Linked DNA regions of Gossypium hirsutum: regions 1 and 2 are each linked to region 3. Evidence: chromatin contacts called from public Hi-C data. All regions are on one chromosome and are shown on one strand. Each heading gives the region's core, a stretch centred on a gene start, on an enhancer-like site or on the middle of the called end of the contact. The rest is flanking DNA. Distances are from core to core; before and after follow the strand shown.

Region 1 (3,343 bases), core at 662-3,161, 200 kb before region 3:
CACTATCTAATCCTGTTTTTCACTAGTTCTTTAGAAGTTTCTAATGAAGAGACAACTTCAGCATTTTCACATAATCATGCTGCCAATAAAAACAAAATACTGCCTTTGTTTTTTTTTCTTCACAAATGTTAATCTTCGTGCTTTAATTATTCGAATATGAAACTATTTCTGTTAAATGCATGAAAAGTTTATTGTCTTTGGCTTCCAACTAAGAAAAATAAAGATGAGAACCCTAAGCTTAAAAATAACAATAAATAGAAAAAATTCAAAGGGAGGGAGTGAAATTACCGTCGACGCTGCCACCACCACTTCGTGCTCGAAGTCCCAGATTTCCCCATTCCGATATCTCTTGATTCCTTTTTGATGACTCTAACTACCAAAAAGTTCATATAGGGGAAATCAAAAATGCAGTGAAAAAGCTAAAAAAAAGTGTTGCAACTCTGCAACCAAAGGGTTTTATTGGTTTAAAAGGTAAAGAAAAAAAAAAGAAGGAACGAAGAATAGATTGACCTAGGTATTTTCTGCAATCAAAGGGAAAAAGGGAAACATAGAGATGAGGAAAAAAGAAAGTTACCTGTGAACTGAGGGAGAAGATGATGGTTCCAGTGTTGCTTCATTCTCTGTTAGAGGTGAGGGCAAAAATTGAAAAGGGGGAAAACTTTTTACTTCATATGGGAACGAATGGCTATTCAGTGGTGAGGGAACGGAATGGCTATTCAACATTTTCCCTGTAATACGCCCTGAATAGATTCTGGCTGTAATAGCATTACAGCAACCAAACTAATGTTTGGTGATGGGCCCGCCGAATTGGGCTGGAATCTATTCTTAAGCCCCCCAACCAAACATGATGTATGTGTTATGGATGAATAGATGCATAAAAAGCTATTAATATGGTTTATGGAATTTATATACTTATTATATAATATGTGGTATTATAAAATGAATCGTCATCTCTATCTATATAATTTGTATATATTGTGATACATTGTATTATGAAATGCACAATAACATCTAAAGTGGGGTTTCATGGGATCCATGTTAAATCTACAGTTATGGTTAAAAAATAGAAGAAAGATCTTGAAACTATTGGATGATCCCACGCTAAAAACTTAAAAATTGTGGAGGTAACTTTGAACCTTTTCAACCTGAAAGAAAGAGATGTGTTTTCTCTCCCACAACCACAATTAATTTCTCTTTTCCCTTTTTTTTTTATAAAACTTGTTGAATTGATTGAAACAAAATCCTAAATAGCGTAATCGATGGTAAATTGATATTAATTTTTGCCCTCTTAATTTCAACAACCAAAATTCTCCATCTCGGAATTCTCTTATATTAATTGACTCCGGTTAAATAACAATTCAATTTCTTATTAACATAGAAGAATGAAAGAGTTAGCTTTCGTCGTTCTGTCCTTAAATAATAGGGCTCGAGTTATAGCGTTTGCAACCATTTTTTTTTCTATTAAAAAAAAAACTGAAACGGTCAAACAAAAGCAAATAATCAAAGCAGTAATAATTCTACAATATAAATTAGGGGGCAAGAAGTTGACTTCCTCAGCAGAAACACATGGGTAGGACCTTGATTTACTGTTGTAGCTGCCTTATTTTACTTCTTTATCCTAATTCCAAATCTTTTCTTCTTTCAGTTTTTTTTTATAAAAATTCTATTATATTTAATTTCCATTTTTTCATGTTTCATAATACTTAACAAACCTATCATCACCTATCCCCCGACAAAAAAAGAAACTCATACTTTTCCCCTCCAATTTCATTAGCCAATTAAATATATTTGCAATTCCAACATACACAAACCAGATGGTTGGTTTAATAAAAAAATAAAATTATATACATGCGTACAGTGTATATATTTCTATAAAATCTCCCAGCTTCCCTTGTTAATATCTTTGAGACCTTACATATGTCTCGTCCGTATTGCTCTATAATTCTTTACTTTAGGGCCCCAAATTTTGATTAAAAACTCAAGTGTAAGCGACAAAGGGAGGCCCCCCCGAATATCTTCAATTTCGTTTTCAGGATCCATCATCCGAACACCTGCATGTTCTCTTAAAGAACGTATTTCAATTCAATACAAAACTTGCATTTAATGCTCCTTTGATGCTTCCATCATTACAAATACTTGGAAAAAGAAAAGAAACTTAACATTGCAGTAGCATCCCCAAACTGCATATCGTTTTTTTTTTTTTAAATCTTCTCTGTTTCTCGTCAGAACTAATTAAGCTCTAATTTCATAATCATGTCTTCCCTTGCGATATTATTTCTCCTTTATTTTTCTTTGCATGCATGCAATGCTCACCGTCTTGGTTTTTCTGCTGAAGAGAATGGCAATCATGTCGATTTTCTTGCCAGCAAGGTTAGTGCAGAAAAGATATTATTGACTTTATAGATTATAATAATTTTATGTTAAAATCTTGGTCTAGTAATAACTAAGTTATTAATTAATTTGATACAGGATGCCAATAAGTTGAAAGGCCATAAGTTAGAGATGGGGCCTTCAATCTCAAAGAAGCTACAAATACCAGAATTACAAGAAGTTAGGCCACATGGAAGGAGAATAATTGGTGCAAAAACTATGAAGCAAACAATTTCGGACTCTTTTCTGGCGAAAGAAGCTGTTCAAAATGCAATTTCAGGTTATATTCAAACTAATTATTATTCTCTTTTTTATTTGGAATTTATGTGCCTTTTCAACAGGAAATATACATGCAAATAATTCAAAAAAGATATCATTATTTAAACTAAATTTGAACTTTCTTCAAGCTTTACACCATTTATTATTCTTCAACACTTCTACAACTTGGTTGGCTCAGGAAATCTGTTGTTCTGTCGCATAATGATAAACCTCAATAATTCGTTGATAAAGATTACTAAAGAATATCACAAACAACTTTATCTGATCCTAATCAGTCATTGGGATATAAATATAGTTACATATGTACATGTACAAAACTAAGATTTAATCTTCCTCAGACACCATGTTTCATGTAAATATTATTGACGGTGCTGGAATTTTGCTGATATTCGCATGCAGAATATGGAATTATGAGTTCCTCTCGGGTTGATTTGCAAAGCAAGGAAACAGTCGAGGTAAAAAAAAAAAAAGAAAAAAAGAGACCATATCTTTAGAACCTAGATTCAGTAAGTGATTCAGGTTTGTTAAAGTGCAGTACTGGTTATGGTAAAAGACCAAGACTACGTACTTACTAATGGCCCATCTTCTTCAGCAAGTCAGGACAGAACACAGAAATCAGATGGTATTCACGTGCATGCTTGGGTATTGTTTTGCATGCAATTGTAGTAAAAAAATTATTAGTTTGAAAAAAAGA
Region 2 (3,430 bases), core at 746-3,245, 150 kb after region 3:
GCAAACTAGAGGTAAGCATGTGCCGGGCTATTCGGTTCGGCCCGAAAGCTCGTTCAAAAAATGAGAAGGTTCGAATAAAAATATATACCTGAATATGGGTTTGGGCAAAACGAGGCCCGTTTAGAAAACAGGTCGGGCCACGGATAAAACTTTTTTAGCCAGGGTCCGGCCCGACCCGAATTATATACTAAATATATATTTATTTATTTATTTATTTTTAATCATATTTACATTTTATTTTCAATTTTAATATAACCACTTTTTATTATATTTTCAATTTGTGTATTGTTTTAAGAATTGTTTCTCTAATTTTTTATTTGTTTCTTGTTTTTATATTTTTAAATGTATTTGATTTAATATATTTTAAAATTTTTTATTTAATGAAATAAGCTAAAAAAAATTAATATGAGTCGGGCCGAGCCGGGCTCGGGCTTAACAATTTTATTTCGGGTGGGCTTGAACAAATTTTTAGGCCCATATTTCGGGCCGGGCAGGACCCTGGCCTAGAAAACGGGTTTAAAATTTTTGTTTTAACCCGGCCCGACCCATGCAACCTCTAACGCAAACTCTTCAATTTTTTATTTTTTATTTTTATGATTAGGCCGACCAAGGTTTTAGTTTTTCAGACAAAACCCCAGTGGAGACAATATTTGACCCCTCAACAATCTCAAATCTAAAAGAGTTGATTTATGTTGTGAAGTGATTATCTATGCGTTGACAAACTTAGACTGTAAGACTACGAACTCACCAAATGTGCGAGCTCTACAAAGTTGCAGGCTCACCCAAAACTGTGAGTTCTGTAATAGTGCGAGCTCATTAAAGCTGTGAAGTATTCAATAGTGCAAGTTATGTTAGGCGAGCCCTTACCCTTGCAAGTTGCTAACTTGTCAACTTGCACTGAAAGAGTGATAATTTTTTATAAGACATTTTGATTGCTGATTAGACTGAAATCATCTAATAAAGAAGCAAGTTGAATTAATCATGTTCCAAGATTAGTCAAGTTGTAATTATTTTATTATTATTCTTAGCTTATTTTTATCTTGTTTTCGCTTCAATTTCAGTCCATTCTTCAACATATATCCAACAATTTAGAATTTTGACTCTTGAATTAATAAACTAGCTAGTTTGGGATGAATATGAAAAAAGCAATACTATGTCATACCTAGGATATGGAGATCCTTTTATGGGTTTTTGTCCATATTTCCTCCAAGAGTGATCATCTGGTGGTATATCAGATGGTTTATTACTTATAGCTGGGACTCGTATAGTTTTCTTTATTCTCAGTTTCCTGCAGGGAAAGAAAATAAGAAATAAAGGAACTGATCAAATTCATCCTTTATATCAGATTATTAATGTTCCATGTTACTCTTTCAATGATAAGGATTTACCTTCTCTTTGAACAGTGACATCCCCCGGTTGAGGCTGCACATTTTGTACTAGCTTCTTCACTCCCCACCCCAATCTTTCTCTTTGAAAGAAGCATACAAGACTCATCCTGAGGAACCACAATTTCTGACGATGACCATGGAATTAACTTCTTGTCAAACATTGGCATCATGGTTGGTAGTGTTGAAGAATGCTGCAATCCCATGATCAAATTTGGTAAAACCACCACATTTCTGGGGATCAAACCAGTATTTGATTGATTAAACTGTGGAGAGACAAATTGTCCCAGAATATGTGGTTGACTCGGTTTGCAAATGGAACTTTGGGATGCAAAACTGGGGCTATCCATCAATTCAGCCGGATTTACATTATGGGATTTCGGCAGTGGACCCTTCCTGATCCTTTTACACTCTGATTGCATTGATCCATCAAGGAGGCTAAGCAATTTCCTGAATCCATTTACTGTATCTTGAGCCATTAGGCTAATTTCTTGATTGCTTCTCTTTTGACTTCCATCACAAATGCAGCTAAAGAGGTGATTGGCACGTCTGAAACTGCTTTCAGCAACTTCATGGACTTTCAAATCCCATCTTGGGCTCATTGACACACAAACACCTGAAGCTTCTGTCCTAATTTTACAATTTACTACTGCATTTATGCACTAATAAGAAAGAAATGCATCTGAATCTAGCAGTTAAAGCCTGAAATGTAGCAAATAAGCAAAAGGCTTTTCACCCCCAAAGAATTTAATGATCAACTTTATAAAAAAATAACATAGGCTAGAGAGATTTAAACTAAGTTTTTGATAAAACCTATGCACCAGAAACAACCAATAGATGAACCCTGTTTTGTATTAAGTGAATGAGCCAAATGTAGAAAACCAAGTTCATATTAAAGTTTACTTTTTTTTGAAGTGCTCAACCGATCACATCTAACACTCTGCCCTCTTAGTCAACGGTGGCTTGGGTTAGATAATACGCCAACCAATGCACACTATAAACCATTATAGTCTCAAAATTAGCAACAAATTAATAATAAAGACGGATAGAAAGGGATGAAGGTGAAAACAGATAAGAAAATTGAAAAAGCAGACCCAACAATGAACGCAAATACATGTTCAAGTTGCTGGTTTTATGTATTAATCAATGTTGTAATCATTTTTCTGCTTCAAAAAGACTCAGTGATAAAAAGTAAAAAGAAATATAGTTCGACGAGAACCAACCTTAAAGGTGCACTGCTTGCCAATATTACCAGGACGTAGACGAATTATGGATATGGGTATATATTCGACACCAAGTATATTAAATTTCTTGAGAGGATGATACCCTTATAGATTAGAATAATATTAGAGACAGCCAATGAAGATAAAGAAACAAATATATAACGATATCCCTGACCTTTTGGTATTAATAGATTAATGAAATAGAATTATATTAGTGGGGATGTGTGAAATTACAAAGGATGACACATACAACACAAAGATTCAAAGATTTAGGTGAAAAATCTTGGCTGCATGTGGCATTATTCGAGTTGCCTATCAATCTAACCCACTAAAGCAGCCAACTAATCAAATATTAGAAGAAGTCACTTTCACTCAAGGGACTTCAACCATTGGTATTTATCCTTTTTCTTATTGGGGCCCTGATTGAAGCATGCTTGTTCCCAAAGGTTGTTCTTTAGTGGCTTCGCTTCCACTCCTTCCATTATTTCATTGTCTAATTTTCTTGTCAAAGAAAATAATGATATGATGGACTGATCCTCTAATAAATACGCTGTTATCTATGAATCAAGGCCGTAGATTTCATTTCTGGGATCATTCCCTCACCGATATGCTCAAGATTGTGCATGGGGCCACTAAAATGGACTCTATCATTAGATTCTAGTGCTGATCATATGGATTCTGCTGGTGGGAATAGCCATATAAAATTGGGCACTTCGTACAGAACTTCATGGCACTTGACAAAATCCATTATGAGTTAAATTTCTAGGAACAACACTCCTCCACTCACAGGTCATACATATGATGTTTACTACTCAAGTTCCT
Region 3 (3,523 bases), core at 458-2,957:
AAGGATTTCCCATCCGCATAAATAATTTTGCTCATTTTAAATTGGAAAACAACATAAAAGATATTAAAATGAGGTATCACAACCAAAGAATTACGTCAAATTAAGACAACTTAATAATAAAGAATCTCCAAAAGAGTTATTGTAATTTACAAGAAAATTAAAAGTTTAAAGTAAAAACAAATTATTACAAAACTAAAAACAAATAAAAACTACTAAACCAAACTCTCCAAACTTTCTATACTTTCTAACCTAAGAAAACGTAATCAAAAGTTTAAGGCAACCTAAGGAATCCAACATGCTTCTACCATTTACAAGGCTTTTCTAAGGCAAGATCTCAAGCTAGAGCGGAAAAGACCAAAAGCTTAATTAATTTAATAAATATCACAAATTTGAAACTCGAGTACTGACGAAAAGTAGAATATATTCTTACTTTTTGTGTTTATGTAAAGTGAATTATTTGCAAATAGATTCAGACTTTTTGCATTTTCCAGCTTTTTCCTTTTTCCACCTCTTTCGAATATGCTTTTTTTTCTCTTGAACTCAATCCAATGTCTACAAGAAGACTTTGGAAAAGCTTTGTAACTCAAGAACACAAAAACATTAAGAATAACTTAAAACTAATTTTTTTCAATAGCTAATGGAAAAATGGACCTATTTATACAAAACTAACTAAAAATTAATTAAGAACAATGCAAATGTGAGGGAATTAAGACTTAAAATATATAAGCATTTGCTCATCATACCCCTACACTCACATCTTTTCTTGTATCGATGGGACTCTATAGGTGGCTTGTATGCTCCTTAGACTCCTATTGGTTTTTGAGGATTGAAACCTTTGAGTAAATTGGGGGAAAGATTACGAAGGTCTTAAGAACCAGTGTGTCAAGTACCAAGGTGATCATAAAGGGAGCCTGAGTGGGGAATTCAAACTTTTTGGAGGAAAAGATCGTTGCTACTTGGGGTATCTTATGATGACGAGTCTATGAAATGCAAGGGACAATCATGGATGTGCCACATGAACTCCTCAAACTCCTCTTAGGGAGCTATAACTACGAGGTTAATAAAAATGAAGAGATATAAAAACTTTAAGGGATTGACGTCTTAGGCACCGATGGATTATATGAGGACCTTAAAGAGGTTATGGACTCTTTAAACCCCTCAGGGTTGAAGGAATTTAAATACATTTGTATGTGGTTTCAAGATAAAGGGAAACTTTGGGTGATAATAGAAGCTTGCAAGATCTAAGGTTTATATGAGGACCTTAAAGAGGTTATGGACTCTTTAAACCCCTCAGGGTTGAAGGAATTTAAATACATTTGTATGTGGTTTCAAGATAAAGGGAAACTTTGGGTGATAATAGAAGCTTGCAAGATCTAAGGTCGAGGTTAAGTGTTGGAGGACCTTGGGACGAAAGAGGCTTAATTTCAAAGTCAAGTTAAATATTTATCTTAAACTAAATTTTTGAAAAAAATATATTTAAAATTTTTAAAGCGTTAACGAATAGTGATTAAGTCCTTTGTTCACCGTCAAAAGACTAAAGTTTAAAATCTATTGTCGTGTTTTCCCCTCAATTTGTAATATGTACTTAAAAAATTATGAGTACAAATAGACTCACAGCTCCAAATATCTAGAATATATTTGGGTTTGAATCAAAATAAATTTGGACGACTAGAATATATTTAGAAACAGAACAGTTTATGTAATGTGAAAATCAAACCTAAAACCTGATATTTGAACAAGTAGAATATATTAAAATATCACAATTTTGACACTAAAAAGGTTTCCATAGGTCCATATTGATGGGCTTCGGCTTCGAATCTATTACGTTTTGTTTATCGTTTGAATATCATTTATCTATCCCTATCGTGGGCAAATGGCCCATTGGAATTAGTCATAGCTAAATATTAATACAGAAACCAGAGTTTGGTTCTGCAGAAAGTTCCGAGGAGAAAAGAAATGGCAGGAAGATTGAGCAACGTAGCGTCACGTATAATGGGCGGAACTGGCGTCGTATCGCGCTCCGTCGCCTCTTCTTTTCGACTCCGTTCCGGTATGGGTCTCCCTGTCGGCAAACATATCGTTCCCGACAAGCCCGTAAGCTCAATCACTTCATAATTCTTCAGATCTATTCAGTGAAAATCATTAAAAAGACTAACCCAAAACCCTACAATTTTACTCCTGCTGGAACCTTTCAGCTTCCTGTAAATGACGAGCTAATTTGGGACAATGGAACTGCATTTCCAGAACCTTGTATTGATCGAATCGCTGATACCGTCGGAAAGGTAAGTAAGTTCTCTATTTAAATGTTCATTTGTGTTTTATGGTAGTGGGATTTTGGATTATTTGAAGAAATTACTCTCTTTTTTTTCTCTGTTCTTGTTCCTATGTTTCATTTTTCTGGGAGTAGTATGAGGCATTAGCTTGGATGTGTGGAGGCTTGAGCTTCTTTGCATCGTTGGGATTTTTGGCTTGGTGGAATGATAAGGCCTCCAAGATTCCATTCGTGAGTTCAAATCTCTGACTTGATTAGTTGACTTTGCCTTAGTTCAATTCAATTTTCTTTATGCTGCATTTGGGAATATGAAATTGAAACTCTTGGATTTGGATTTCATTTGCTATATAAATTGTGAGAATGAATTGTATATATTATGAATAAATTAGATGAATTTCAATATAATGCGTTTTTGGAAAGTATAAAAAGCATGAATTTGTTAAATTCCTTGGGAATTTCAAATTCACTACTAGGCATCCAACAAATCCAGGGATTTGAGAAACAATCATGAGTAATATATTTGTATGTGTATTATCACTCAATTTGCACTATTCTCGAAATTCAAATCCAAAGTTTGAAACCCGAGACCCCAAATGCTACCTTATAGTTTTTTTAACGTGTTCATGTAATATTAATATTTGTAGCTTAGTGGTGTTTTGGATATGTTTGAAATTGGGAAAATAGGAATGTAGGATAGTGACCGAATCAAAAGGTACCATAATGTCACTCATGTTTTAAGCTGAGAAATTTTGAACTTCAAGCTCGAGTGAGTCATTATCCCAGAATAGGGGGATATGTGAACTACCTGCTTTAGGATGGAAGATATTTCATGCTAGAGGACTCTAGCCTGTTTTCTCAACAATGATTATGGTTGAGAGGATGAATTTTGCAAAGGTTCATGATAGAAAGCCCTTGTCTTTGGTTTTCCCTTGCTTGATTCTCTGATGAACTTAGAAATATTTTCAGAAATGCATTTCCCCTGTTAGATGTGTTGAATTGTTGAGGAAATCCCTTCCATTGGGGGCTACTGGCTAGTTTGGCCTTCTGTCTCATTGTTCTGCCTGCTGGAGTTTGAAATCCGTCTCATGCTCAGTTAGCAACTTTGACAATATATTTTGGGCTTCGCAAGAAGCCTTTTTAGGGTATTACTTTTGACAATATGCTAGCACTGCCATGTCAATTGCATAGATAATTAAAGTTATTTTGTTTTTGAAAGGTATAATTGAAGTTCTTGAGAGTTCACATTAGATA

What was found. Hi-C and Micro-C count contacts between places; a contact is called where the count stands out from the background.
Region 1: a Hi-C map of leaf shows a contact between it and region 3, with 5 times the contacts expected there. The contact joins the promoter of LOC107931735 here to the promoter of LOC121204635 in region 3. A contact is called at or near these places in 3 of 34 Hi-C or Micro-C datasets (callus and leaf).
Region 2: a contact with region 3 is called in a Hi-C map of leaf, with 2.5 times the contacts expected there. The contact joins the promoter of LOC107905653 here to the promoter of LOC121204635 in region 3. A contact is called at or near these places in 4 of 34 Hi-C or Micro-C datasets (all in leaf).

Annotation. Positions count from the first base shown.
Region 1 is chrA08:115,504,267-115,507,609 of Gossypium_hirsutum_v2.1, reverse strand. LOC107931735 reads left to right here and starts at 1,911. Exons shown (of 4, transcript XM_016863669.2): 1 at 1,911-2,370; 2 at 2,470-2,650; 3 at 3,049-3,104. The coding sequence starts at 2,254. LOC107931702 (ubiquitin-conjugating enzyme E2-23 kDa) reads right to left here and starts at 809. Exons shown (of 3, transcript XR_001693293.2): 1 at 575-809; 2 at 289-373.
Region 2 is chrA08:115,150,619-115,154,048 of Gossypium_hirsutum_v2.1, reverse strand. LOC107905653 (probable WRKY transcription factor 15) reads right to left here and starts at 1,995. Exons shown (of 3, transcript NM_001326959.1): 1 at 1,389-1,995; 2 at 1,163-1,288. The coding sequence starts at 1,987.
Region 3 is chrA08:115,300,885-115,304,407 of Gossypium_hirsutum_v2.1, reverse strand. It overlaps LOC121204635 (NADH dehydrogenase [ubiquinone] 1 beta subcomplex subunit 8, mitochondrial), which reads left to right and starts at 1,707. Exons shown (of 4, transcript XM_041074864.1): 1 at 1,707-2,094; 2 at 2,196-2,282; 3 at 2,408-2,503. The coding sequence starts at 1,957.